Linked DNA regions of Zea mays: region 1 is linked to region 2. Evidence: chromatin contacts called from public Hi-C data. All regions are on one chromosome and are shown on one strand. The core of a region is the stretch at or near the end of the contact, and the rest is flanking DNA. Distances in the headings are between cores, read along the strand shown. Region 1 holds the start of LOC100272361. Region 2 holds the start of LOC103637689 (serine/threonine-protein kinase BSK2).

Region 1 (6,162 bases), core at 2,970-5,469, 530 kb before region 2:
GATGTGTTACCAAATCACCAAGGAATATCATCTTCGTGATCGTAGTACAATTGAACCTCCAGACCGCTATGGATTTCCTAGTGCTGCTGCAATAATTGTTAAATCATCTAATTATCATGAAGCTTCTGGTATTCATGAATGGTGGCTTGCTATGCAAGAGTTGGAAGCTCTTGATCGAACTGGTACTTGGGATCTTGTTCCTTTACCATCTCATGCAGTCCTTATAACATGTAAATGGGTCTTTAAGATTAAGACCAAATCCGATGGTTCAGTTGAGCGATATAAAGCTCGTTTTGTGGCAAGAGGTTTTCAGCAGACTCAATGACTAGATTATGATAAAACCTTTGCACCGGTTGCACATATGACGACTGTTCGTATTTTGATTGTTGTTGCAGCATCTTCTTCATGGACTATCTCTCAGATGGATGTCAAAAATGCTTTTCTTCATGGTGATTTACACGAAGAAGTTTATATGCACCCACCACAGGAGTTGATATTCCTTCCAGACATGTCTGTCGTCTGCGTAAAGCTTTATATGGATTGAAACAGGCCCCTCGTGCTTGGTTTCAACAGTTCGTCGTTGTCATAAGGGTTGTTGGATTTACCCCTAGTGACCATGATCCTGCTTTATTTCTGTATTCCTCTTCACGAGGGCGCACCTTGCTCCTATTAAATGTTGATGACATGATGATTACAGGTGATGCTCCAGAATATATTTCTCAAGTAAAACAACATCTTAGTGAGCAGTTTAAGATGTCTGATTTAGGCCCTCTTGGATATTTCCTGGGTATTGAGGTATTACAATCTACAAAGGGATATTATAGTCCAAATACATCCAAGACCTTATTGGTCCCTCTGGTCTGACTGATAAACGTACAGCTGCAACGCCCATGGATATTCATTTACAACTTTGTCCGAATGATGGTTCACTACTACAGGATCCATCCAGATATCGGCATCTAGTCGGCAGTCTAGTCTACCTCACTATCACTCGACCGAATATTGCACATGATGTTCATATTCTGAGTCAGTTTGTCTCTACACCTACTTCAGTCCATTATGGTCACTTGCTTCATGTATTGAGACACTTACGGGGAACCACATCTCGAGACTTATTCTATGATTGTAATAGTCCTCTTCGGCTTCATGCCTACTCTGATGCCACTGGGGCGAGTGATCGCTCTGATCACTGGTTATTGTATTTTCCTTGGTTCCTCTCCTATTGCATGGAAATCAAAGAAGCAAGTTGTTGTATCACGATCCAGTGTAGAAGCAGAACTTCAAGCTCTTGTTACCACTATTGCCGAGATTATATGGCTACGATGGTTATTGGTTGATCTTTGTGATACTCCTACGCCTCTTTTGTGCGACAGCACTGGAGCCATTCAAATTGCAAATGATCTTGTGAAGCATGAACTTACAAAACATATTGGTGTCGATGTTTTCTTCACACGGTCTCATTGTCAACAGAAAACTATTGCTCTTCAACATGTGCCCTCAGAAATGCAAGTTGCAGACTTCTTCACAAAAGCACAAACAAGAGAACAACATCGTCTCAACTTGTTCAAACTCAATGCTTCAGATCCTCTGCTTCCACCTTGAGTTTAAAGGGGGTGTTAAGGCCCATATTAGCTGAGTCTCCTATATAAATTCTACCAAGTCCTAAGAACTGATTACCTTCTCTAATCCAAGGTTAGTAACAGTAAGAACCTATCATATGATCTATTTTGTGTGTGGGGGGGGGAGGAGGAGGCGGGAGGGGGTTGGGGGCTGTTGCCATTTCTTGGATTGCTAATGGCTCTAGGGGAGAAGAGTTTAAACAATTCATATAAAATTGAGGACAAACTGTCTACCTCATAGTTCTCTGGACGTCTTTCAACAAGTGAAGTACTTGTAAGAACAAGCAGACGAGAGACAGAATCACCCTGTTCTCCAAGCCCACCCCTTGGTCCAACACCCAAACTTAAGCTCTCAATATTAGCAGTGCCACGCGCAGCAGAACGTAATCTTGTTACCGACCACTCTCCATGCCGTGTTTCAGCAGCTCCAACTGCCTCCATAGCTGGGAAAGAAGTCCACATACAAGTAAAATCAGAGAAAACCATAGTGGGCTCACAGGTAACAAATAAACTATCACTGAGAGTTTTAAATCCTTTATTATATGAGACGAATGTAGGGTCGGCAGCATCAATAAATGTGTAACGAAAACATGAGACAAGTGCGAATTTTGTTGATCAATGTGGAGCTTGAAGGTGGCATTTTACCTAATTCTCACAGTTCATTTGTGTTTTGCAAGCTGCCAAGTTACAAAACATATGGATGGAAAGGCAAAACTAGAGGCATGATAATGCAGTGAGAACATCAAGTAGATATATAAAAGTATTGAGCAAGCATCTTCATCCTTATCAACATCTAAATAGATTCTCTAATAAAATAGAGTACATCTAAAGTTCACCATCACTAGAGATCTGTCTACCTCTTTTTGCTATGAAGTCATCCGCTTTCATTGATTGTGAGTTATCCACAGATAGTGATAATCCAATCTTTAATTTGGCAGTTTTCGTCTGAAAGATGACCAACAAAGGAAGTTACATAGAACTACAAAAAACATGTATCACTGGAGTGGAACGACCAAAAAGAACAAGGTCAAAATTGTGTACCATATGCGATATAATTGCAGTGTTTGTAGTTCCTGAAGCAGCCATAAAAGCTTTTGACTTCCTACCATAAAGAGGGCATAGCACAAACCCTCCACCTTCAGAAGTCTTCCTCCCATAGCTATCCCCCAAGAGTACAATTGCCGGAGAATTCATATCTCTGAAGTCCAAGCACCAGCGTATATCACCAGAAGCCTCAAGGAGCTCAACACCCACAGGAGTGACCTTAAATTTCTACAGAATGTTCAGATACAAGAACCAAAGTATTAGACATCATGTGATGATAATACAACAGTATTTCTTTCAATACAGCATTATGTGAGTAATAAGTTATCAAAGATGGTCTCCGCAATCAGCTAGGTATCTAAATAATGACCATAGAACTGGTACACTACAATCATCTACCACATCCAGTCACTTATATATGACATTTCGAACAACAAACTAAAGTTAAAAGCAAGCCAGACTTGCTGTCTGAAACATCATATGGATCTGACTGGAGGGAGTAGTATTTCATAGCATGTCGTTATTTTGAGCACATTTTGTGGCACTATTTTTCATATAGTTAAAAAATCGCAAACAACTGAACAAGAATGAATGTGTGAATATGTGAATTATCTTCAATAGTTCTGCTTGAACTTGTAGCCTGGTGCTATGAGATCTGGTGAATTATCTTAAGGATGCAACAAGTTGAATCATGAAGTAGGGTAGTACTAGATGAGATTGGGCATGGAAGCATCAATTGATCAGAATAGAGTTGTACAGCACAATTGCTTACAGAAACTAAGCCTTTGTTTATTTCAAAAAAGAAAAGAAACACAGCCTTGTATTTCTATTTTTTTTTTTTTTGTTCACGGCAGCACAACACGGTAGATAGTAGCGGGATGTGAAGTTGATAGAAGCGGGTATTCAGGAAGGGGGTGTGCTTACGAAGGAGGACCATTCGTGGGTGCGTCGGCGGAGGTGGAGAACGGGGAAGTCGAAGGAGGCCTGGACCGGGCGGAGGCGGTGGAGTTCGGTGAGGATCCCCGGGCGGAGCGGCGACGAGAAGCGCATGGGCTTGAACTTGCTGCGGGCATCGGTGCGGACTGCGAGCGTGAACTCGTCGGTGGCGGTGAGAGCCTCAGCGTGGTCGAACTCGGAGCGGGCATCGTAGGAGTTGGTGAGGTTGAGCGTGGTGGGGTCGAGCGTGACGACGCCGGAAGAGGCGATGCAAAGGACCCGGCGGTACCTTCCCCTCCAAGAGTGCTTGACGACGAGGTACCGGGCGAGGTACTCGGGCTCCTCGGCGACGCCCGCGGGGGCAGCGGCGGATGCCGATGTGGCCGCCTCCGCTGCGGCGTGGCGGCTGGCAAAGTCCATGGCGGCTAGACTCGGGCCGGCATTAGGGTTCCGCCACCAGCGCAGGGAAGGGGAAGAGTGGCGCGAGTGAGTCGCCCCCAGCGCGGCGACCGATCTCGAAGCGTGACAAGATCCCCCTTTGCTGCTGCTGCCCAGCCGGTCGCCGGAGGACGGTGCTCGCCGGCGCACCAGCCGGATAATTGTTGAGATTTGTGTTGCGCGAGTTTTCCTGGTGCTTCGATTGAGATTGATCGGTCGACCGATCGGTTTGGTTGGCTCCTTTTCCGTTTTATTTTTCTGCCCGTTTTCCAAGCTGTTGCTTGCTTCCGATCTCACTTTTACCTTCTGTCTTCGTGGCTTCAGCCCCTACTACCACGTAGGGAGAGGGATCATTCAGGACAATTGGCTTCCGTGTTTGCCTAATTGGCTTCAGCGCGAGTGAGCTTGCGTTGTTTTCTTCTCTTTTCCCCCCTTTTTTATCATTAAATAATGTCATGTTTTAAAGTAAAACGAACACAGTGGTATTAACCGCCGTATATATTCGAACAATACGCCAAGAAAATAATTTCTTGGACATTTCTTAAGCAAGATTTGACTTTAATGTATACTTCCCCTTTTTCTATTAGGTCCCGTTTTTTCTTTCATTTTGAGAAATTAAAATCTTACTAATGAAATAGGCTATTTTTTTAAACGTGATATTCCACCACTTTCCAAAATTATCATATAATTCTATCTCAAATTCATGGGGTGAGAGATGGAAATTGATTCTATAGATTTTCATGTCATTTTTCTAATGTACAACTTATAACACATTCTTATACTTGCTTCGCTATAATATAAATGTTCTATAATATAAATATAGTATATAATTATCTTTCTCATATGATTTAAGATAAATACAAATAAATTACATATATAAATATATGAACTTAATTAGTTTTGTCTAAATTATAATTATTAGAATGGAATTCAATTCCAACGAAACAAATAGGGCCTTAGTTGTATTCTAAGTTAAATATGTTTATCTTTTACTGTTAACTTTAAAAAGCTGTAGAGATTAATAATATGATATTTATGTTTTTAGATTTATTAAGAAAAACAGTTTCATAATATATATATGGTTTATATCTATGTTGTGAATTTTATTTTTAGATTTATTTTGTGAAAATACATGAACCTTTTAGACCATATTTAATCATTATCATCTTCAATCGTTCCCTAAATGATACTCCCTCGCATACAAGGCAGTATCTAATCATTCCCTATTCAACTCCCTATATACATTATAACTCAGTTATTTAAAAAAATCATCAATTTTTGAAATTTTAAAAATCATAGAGCATTTATACTATCATAATACAAATTGTTATTATGTTACAAAGCTTAAACAAGAATAGAATCGCAAAGGAAAGACCTAGTTAACATATTGAGAGAGCCATTGGAGGGCAAATCCCCCCAAATGGCATGGGATGTGGGGCGGGGCAGAGGTGGGGATAGACGTTGGAGGTGGCTTGAAGATTGGTAGCCAAAGTTATGATTGTTTGACTTAGACGTCCAAAACGAAACTCTTTTGTGTCAATTGTTCTTTTTAGGAAGTTAACTGTTGCACTTTATTAATTTAAGAAAATACTTACATTGTTTACTAGATAATGTAAAATAAAGTTAGGGAGTTCATCGATCTAAATATAATCTTTTCTTTCTTGGAAAGCTAGCCAAGCTAACATATAAACCACCTGATTAGCATCCTATTACAATGCTCAATTAAGACACAATCAAAACCATGCCACGTACTCTGCTCGGTTCAGGACTCCTTTGGACATATAGCACCACAAGTGTCTAGTATGTGCCAAAGAGAGGCACCAAATAGGACATGTGTCGTATCTCAGGGATAGCGACAACATTGATATCGAAAGTGTCCAATGTAGCGAGTTGGGGTACACCAAATTGCAATGTGTACATTGGACCAGAAGCTAAAGCGTTCACCGGACAAGTGCTCTGGTTCATTCTACTAGGGAGGTTGTAGCTCATGCTATAGAGAACAAACTACCATAAGGCACTGGTGTATCTAGAGTACAATGGACGTCGCGCCATGATCTGATTGTAATGGCTAGCTATTGTCGATGTCTGATGAGCAACAATCTTACTATGAGGTCACTCAAGGTAA
Region 2 (6,537 bases), core at 2,110-4,609:
ATTTCAAAATACTAGAGCACGTGCAGACACAAAAATATATATATTTGAATGTATACATCAGATTTTGCCCACACAATGAAATGTGAAGACAAGTCCAAAGTCGACTCAGCATTATAATCTCCTGAACTAAATACTGAAAGTGTGTGTTTATCCATGCAAAACTATTTGCCTTTCAGACTAAAACAATCCATGATGCAACTTTTATAAGTCCACTTCTCTGCATAGCCAATAGAAAACGTCACATCTACACATTTCACATTCTAAATGCAAATGATAAGCCACAGTGTTTCTTCTTTCTTCTAACCATGCAATGATACTAGGGTCCGAGTGGAAGGAACAAGGAAACAATTCAAAAAATAAATCTTTATGAACAAGTTATCAATTGAGTTAAGCGGGAAAATAAAGCAAAGTGGAAGAGGAAAGTTCATCACAAATTGATGGCACAAGTCAGATGCAGAATAAATTTGATTGTTAGTTACCTCGTTTTCTGCACCCTCGTCATCTTTATAACCTGTTTTGAGTAAAATATCATGCACCGCTGAAAGATCCATACCAGCGCAGGCCTTCCCAAGTGGAGAATAAATGGCTGGCAGTACTGATGTGGCTTTTGTAATACCCATGAACACATGTGATGCAACCTGCATTAGGTTCATCAGAGAAATAGACAATGTTACTAGAAGCAATCAAGGGGGGTGAACAGAAGGAAAAAGGTGCTCTAGCTACTCACCTCCTTTTGATTTTGAAGAGGACCAACTGAAGACAAAAGATACTTTATGTTTGGTCTATCCCTAGATTCAAATTGCAGACACTTTGATGCAAGGTCAACCAATTTTGAAGCATCTTCATTAGCATACTGCCCTTCTAAGGAGGAATCCATCAGCAACAGTATATTCTTTCCCCTTATTAAATCTAGGGCCTAGAATTCCACAAAGAAAAGAAATGATAAGTCAATTGTCATAATAAATACTGACATAGAGCAATTAATCACCTAGAGCTGTTTAATGATGCTGTGGTCATTATATGTTACAGAAAAATGAAGCACCTAGGAACAGCTGTCAGTTCAAGTTCATAGTTCAAGGCACACAGCAGTCCATCATTGCAAACATTGTACCAAAATGCAGGGAATTGCTAAGAGATTCCAGAAATATATTCTTCTTGAGAAAAAGCAAATGAAGCATACATGACTAGGAGGAATGTGTTTTCCGCTCAAAAGATCCAACAGGACAGTTCCATAGCTATATATCACACTCTCGGGAATTACTCTGCCTGTCATTCAAGCACAAATTATTCAGTGCAGTCCAAAATAGCATATTGTAAACAGTAATAGTGTGAATAGTGTATTGTAAACTTAAACGAAACAATAGATGATAAACCTGAAAATAATTTACCGTGATCCAAAAGTATGTATTGAACAACAATCAGGAAACAAGAAGTTTTACAATTGTACTCTCAAGAGGCATACTAGCTCACAAAAGCTTTTAACTTAATCTAACTTTTACTGATTGGGCTTATAATTAGCTCAAATGATCTACACCAGGGTGCAAACAAGGGTATTGGCAAATCAAGAATGTAATAGTAAATTAGTAACACTTAAGCACAAAGGGGATCCTACCTGTTCGTAGAAACTCTGGTGGAGTGTAAGCCAGGTTAGTACTATAGCTTTTTCCATCACGGCTGTTCTTCATTAATCCAAAACTTGACAGGCGGGGATCACCTTCCTGATAGGGAATAGAAATCGGTTACAACAGGCGATGTATTCCTTAGGCAGCTACAATAATCAATTACAACAGGTAAAAAACCACATAGGCAACTACAGATGACAGTAAAATTTTCCAAAGTAAACTTTAAAGATTAAAAAATGGTTTTCACAGATGAAGAAAATGTAGTTACAATGAAAGAGCCAGAATTTTAAAAAATATATATATGTGCAGTAAAAACTAGAAGCTGTCAACAAACTTGTTGTGTACCTCATCAAAAAGTACTCTATAAGCATTCAAATCATGATAGATTTTCCTGTTCTCCAAATTGCAATGGTCGAGAGCTTGTGCAATAAAATATGCAACCCTCAGCCTCATTTCCCATGGTAAAGGCTGTTTATCCCCTGAACAAAAAGGCAGTGCACAACAGAGTCAATGAAGGGAGACAAGGTGGACAGGACGCACGCACCTAGTCCGGGCGAACCAGACTTTTGCATGATCTGCATAGGTCAAATGCAGCAATGGTGAAGGACACAAAGTGCATTAAGTCATTGTGTTAATGCAGAGGAGATTGAGATTCACGGTTGGTGTGATCCGCCCACGAGGATCATCATCGAGTACGTCACCATAGACGACAGAAAAAGGCTGGAGTAGTCCTGGCAGGTGGATAGGGAAGGACTGGGGGAGACCCGGAGAGCACCGAGCACGTACAGTGGAAGAGATGCTTCGACAGGGTGTCGTTGGGCATGTACTCAGCGACGAGCAGCCTCTCGTCACCCTCGGCGCAGCAGCCAATGAGGTTGACGAGGCGCTTGTGCCGCACCTTCCCCACGCCCACCGCATCCGCCTGCAGCAGCAGCAGCAGCACTGCATCACATTGCGAGATCCGTGCCGGGAGGAAATCACACGTAGCGAGCATTGAAGCAACACAAATCCATACGAGGAACTGCTGCGGGTCAGGCCAAGAGAGGCGCGAGAAGCGTTTGACGGCGATGAGCCGTCCGCCATCGAGGCGGCCGCGGTAGACGGCGTTGGGCGCCTTCTCGCCGCTCTCCGAGACGATGAGGTCGGCGCTGAAGCCCTTGGTGGCGGCGCGCAGCTCGGCCAGCGCGAACTCCCTGAACACCGGCACCGCGCGCTTCACGGCCTCCTTGTCGTCGCCGTCGCCTCCCCCGTCGGCGGCGCCGTTCGCCGCCTCTGCCATTCGATTGGACACAGCAAAGCAGACGCGAGCGCGTGCCGGTTAGATGGATTCGGTGGCCGGGCGTTAGGGTTTAAGCGGCAGCGGGGGAGGGGGCGTGACGGTTACCGGGATCTGCAGGCTTGTCGGCGGGGAGCGCGGCGGCGTCGTTGGGCGGCAGGGGCCCCGCCACCTTGGACTGGAAGCACCCCATGGGCGCGAATGGAGATCTAGGATGCTTAGCGAAGCAAGAGCGATATGGTCGGTGGGAATATGGGAGTGCGAGAGCGTGCGCTCAACTCGACTCCAGTCCAGCGCGGGGGAGTGTGGATTGTGGAATGGAGCAGCAGGAGTGAGCTCGTGAAGGTGCGAGGCAGGAGGCAAGGCTCCGAGAGAAGCGCGGCAGCACGCAGGGGTGGCCGGGTGGGTGGGGGATCCGGTAGGTGCGCCCGCAACAGTCAACACCGAGCATCCCCACCTCCAGTCTTTTTCTCTTTGTTTTAAAAAAAATAAAATACGAAACCCCTAAAATCTCGTGCTAGTACTAATACTTTTTTCTAAAAAAATATTTTTCGTATAATTTAAGGTGGTCTTTTCCTAGAATTGAAACCAAACAGTTCCCAAGAAAAATCAGAGAGGGTATGTAGTGTTTGTGTTTCAGAACAGAATGGAAAAAGGAGACCAAGGGACGCATGGCAATTCCATGCAGGCATGCAGCTTGGGCTCCTGTTCTGAGATGCAACGAGTTTGGTACGAATTTAACAGTCAAAGTAAGGTTGACAAGCTGTATATATTCCTGTTCGTATTTACTTCAGTCCTACAAATATATTCAGCTTTTTTAAAATACTCTTGTACTACGACAACTAAAAATTTATCTTCTCCACCACTTGCTTCAAGCCACCACCAAAACTCAAAAGTTGTTGTTTAGTTCATGGACGGTAACGTAAACTACAACGGTAATGATTCACAACGATAATAAATTTGAATAGGTTAATATTTATTTTTAAGGGGTGTTTGGTTGCTCCTGCTAAAGTTTAGCCCGGGTCACATCAAACATTTGACTTTTAAATAGGAGTATGAAATATAGAACCAACCAACTGGACTAGATTCGTCTCGTCTTTTAATCTTCGGCTGACAAATTAGTTTTATAATCTGACTACATTTAATACCCGGAACGGAGGTTCAAACATTCGATGGGACAAGGGCTAAATTTTAGCGGGGTGTAACCAAACACCCCCTTAATGTAGTATATAATTACAGTTAAAGTTTCAGACATGATTTAATATTTTCTTACCTATCATGTTACAATTACTGAACCAAAGATTTGATTCCAACGTAAAAGTGGAGGTGTGGAGACTGGAGAGCCTGACGCCTTGCCCAAGTCCCGATCCTGACTGGGCCTGCTGTCTTCTTTTTACTGGGGAGTAGTACGTATTGGCAGCAAGCAAAACAAGCAAGGCCTGCAACAAGGAGCGCACGAGCGAGCCGGCAGTAGCAGGGGCGCAGGCGCGCAGCAGCATCAAGCTAGAATGGTGATCGCCTCCATGACTACCTGCGTCCGGGTTCGCCAGCCAGCCACGAGTGACTGACGACTCAGCCATCGATGCCATGCGAGGGACCACAACCTCGCAACGTCGCTGTCGCAGGCTCGACACGTGGGCTTCCTGCAGCGCCGCGCTGTTCTCTGTTCCGCAGGCGCGCAGCCCCACCGTTGGCGACTTGGGCACTTGGCGTGCCGAGCCACTCATACACCGTACCAATTTAATAGGTCGAGCCACGACATAAATATATAGCAGGTCGGGTCGTGTCGTGTTTGTCCATAAACTAAAATCTGAGTTTAACTTATTTTAAACAAATCATGTTAACATGGTCGTTTCTGACTTTTTAGACGAAATCCGAATTAGAGGCCTCATCCACATACAATATATATAATATTTAACGTATACAAATTATTATGCACTATTTTCAAGTTTATAAGATGATAAATATAAAATATAGCCAAAAACACATACTTGTTATTCGATGTCATTAAAAATATCTTCTAACATTTTGTGATACCAATCATCGCTTATACCATTAAAATCAATCCATCCAACAACTTCTTTTAGATACATATAATCGCCAAACCATTTAACCACTCTTAAGTCATTGTTGACCTTAAATAGTTCAAAATATTTCAATTTTAAAAATCTTCTCTCTGTCGATGCAACCATCATGTGTATAGTAAATAATATCCCTTTCTGTATCAAAATAGAATTTATTTTGCTTCTCTAGTGAATTCCTCATCTAGTTGCATATAGACATAAAAATCAAGAGTTAAAACAAATACTATTTTAGAACGAAGTGAATATTAGATAAGTAATTGAGACATTAGTTTAACAATCTAAACGAAACTGATCGATAGCGCATCGCTCTTACGTATTTATGTCTAGGGTAGATATGTTTAGCCAGGAAAAAGTGCTAACATCCAGTGGCCAGAGGGGCCCTCTGTTTTGAGGGGCCCGGTGCGGCTGCACACTCCGCACCCCTTGAGGGTCGGCCCTGCATGTTAAGCTATTGTGTCGTCTCGTGCTACCGTGTCAGATGACTCAATGTATGTCTTATAACAGAGCTTGAAAATAACTGGGGATCGAGATGGTCATATTTATATATATGGTGGGCTAGATTAGAACAAATATGGCTAGGTTATGTTAGGTCGTGCTTGATTTAATAGACTATCTGTGCTTAGCATCATGCTAATGAGTCGACAATAAATAGATCGTGCTCGTCTAATGGGCTTGTATCTAAGTCCAAGCACGACCCAAGATGGCCCTCGTGCTGGCCTAGCGCGATTACTATTATGTCGTGCCTTGTAAAAATATTTGCACCTCATGCTGGCACATATAGTAGGGCCCATCTAGTCACCTATAGTGTTGCCTTCAGACTATATACACGACGCTCTCGCAACTTGTGAAGGACAATGCGGCGACACTGCGATCGAGCCCCATGGCACGTGGCTGTCGCGCCGCATTCATCAACTTGATGTCCACCATGCTAAGGTCGGTGCCAATGCAGCCTTTAGTGGCGGGCAAGAGGGACACTTTGGGGCAGGAGCTGGGTGAGAGTGGGGAGGGAGGGCAGCCCGGTATGATGTCTGCAATGCCGGACGACAGCTGGCTTACTGTAATACCCAAACTTGTAAACCATATTAAAGGAAATAATTTTTCTATATGTTTTGCCTCTATTTAATGTAACATATGAACAACCTCATTTTAAGTGAGTAATTAGCTAATAACGTATAAAATACATCATGCATCATGCTGAAGTTATTTGTGTGTGCATCTACTAAAAATAGTGATCAATCAATGGGAATACATTAATGTTCAATATGAGAATTAAGACTTAGTTTACAATTTATAATTTGAAATAATAAAGAAAGAGAGGAAAATGCCACATAACATAAAGGAAATACATACATAAATAAATATATTTTTGTTCATCACCAGATTTGAATTTGTATATTGGATATATGTGCAAGTTCACAACCAAATTCAAATTCAAAATTTGAAACCCAAAAATGAGAAAAGGAAATCAGAAAAGAAAAAGAAAAAGAAGATTTAACCTAGGCTCGCAACCTCACTTTTGGCCCATCAACCCTTTGACCCACGCAGCCTAGCATGG

What was found. A called contact is a pair of places that touch in the nucleus more often than the background predicts.
Region 1: a contact with region 2 is called in a Hi-C map of bundle sheath, with 5 times the contacts expected there. The contact joins the promoter of LOC100272361 here to the promoter of LOC103637689 in region 2. A contact is called at or near these places in 2 of 25 Hi-C or Micro-C datasets (bundle sheath and leaf).

Annotation. Positions count from the first base shown.
Region 1 is chr1:99,726,244-99,732,405 of Zm-B73-REFERENCE-NAM-5.0, reverse strand. It overlaps LOC100272361, which reads right to left and starts at 4,219. Exons shown (of 22, transcript NM_001359605.1): 1 at 3,588-4,219; 2 at 2,661-2,891; 3 at 2,477-2,564; 4 at 1,854-2,062. The coding sequence starts at 4,019.
Region 2 is chr1:99,196,473-99,203,009 of Zm-B73-REFERENCE-NAM-5.0, reverse strand. LOC103637689 (serine/threonine-protein kinase BSK2) reads right to left here and starts at 3,359. Exons shown (of 10, transcript XM_008660327.3): 1 at 3,007-3,359; 2 at 2,638-2,894; 3 at 2,409-2,544; 4 at 1,968-2,101; 5 at 1,613-1,718; 6 at 1,181-1,266; 7 at 728-916; 8 at 480-638. The coding sequence starts at 3,091.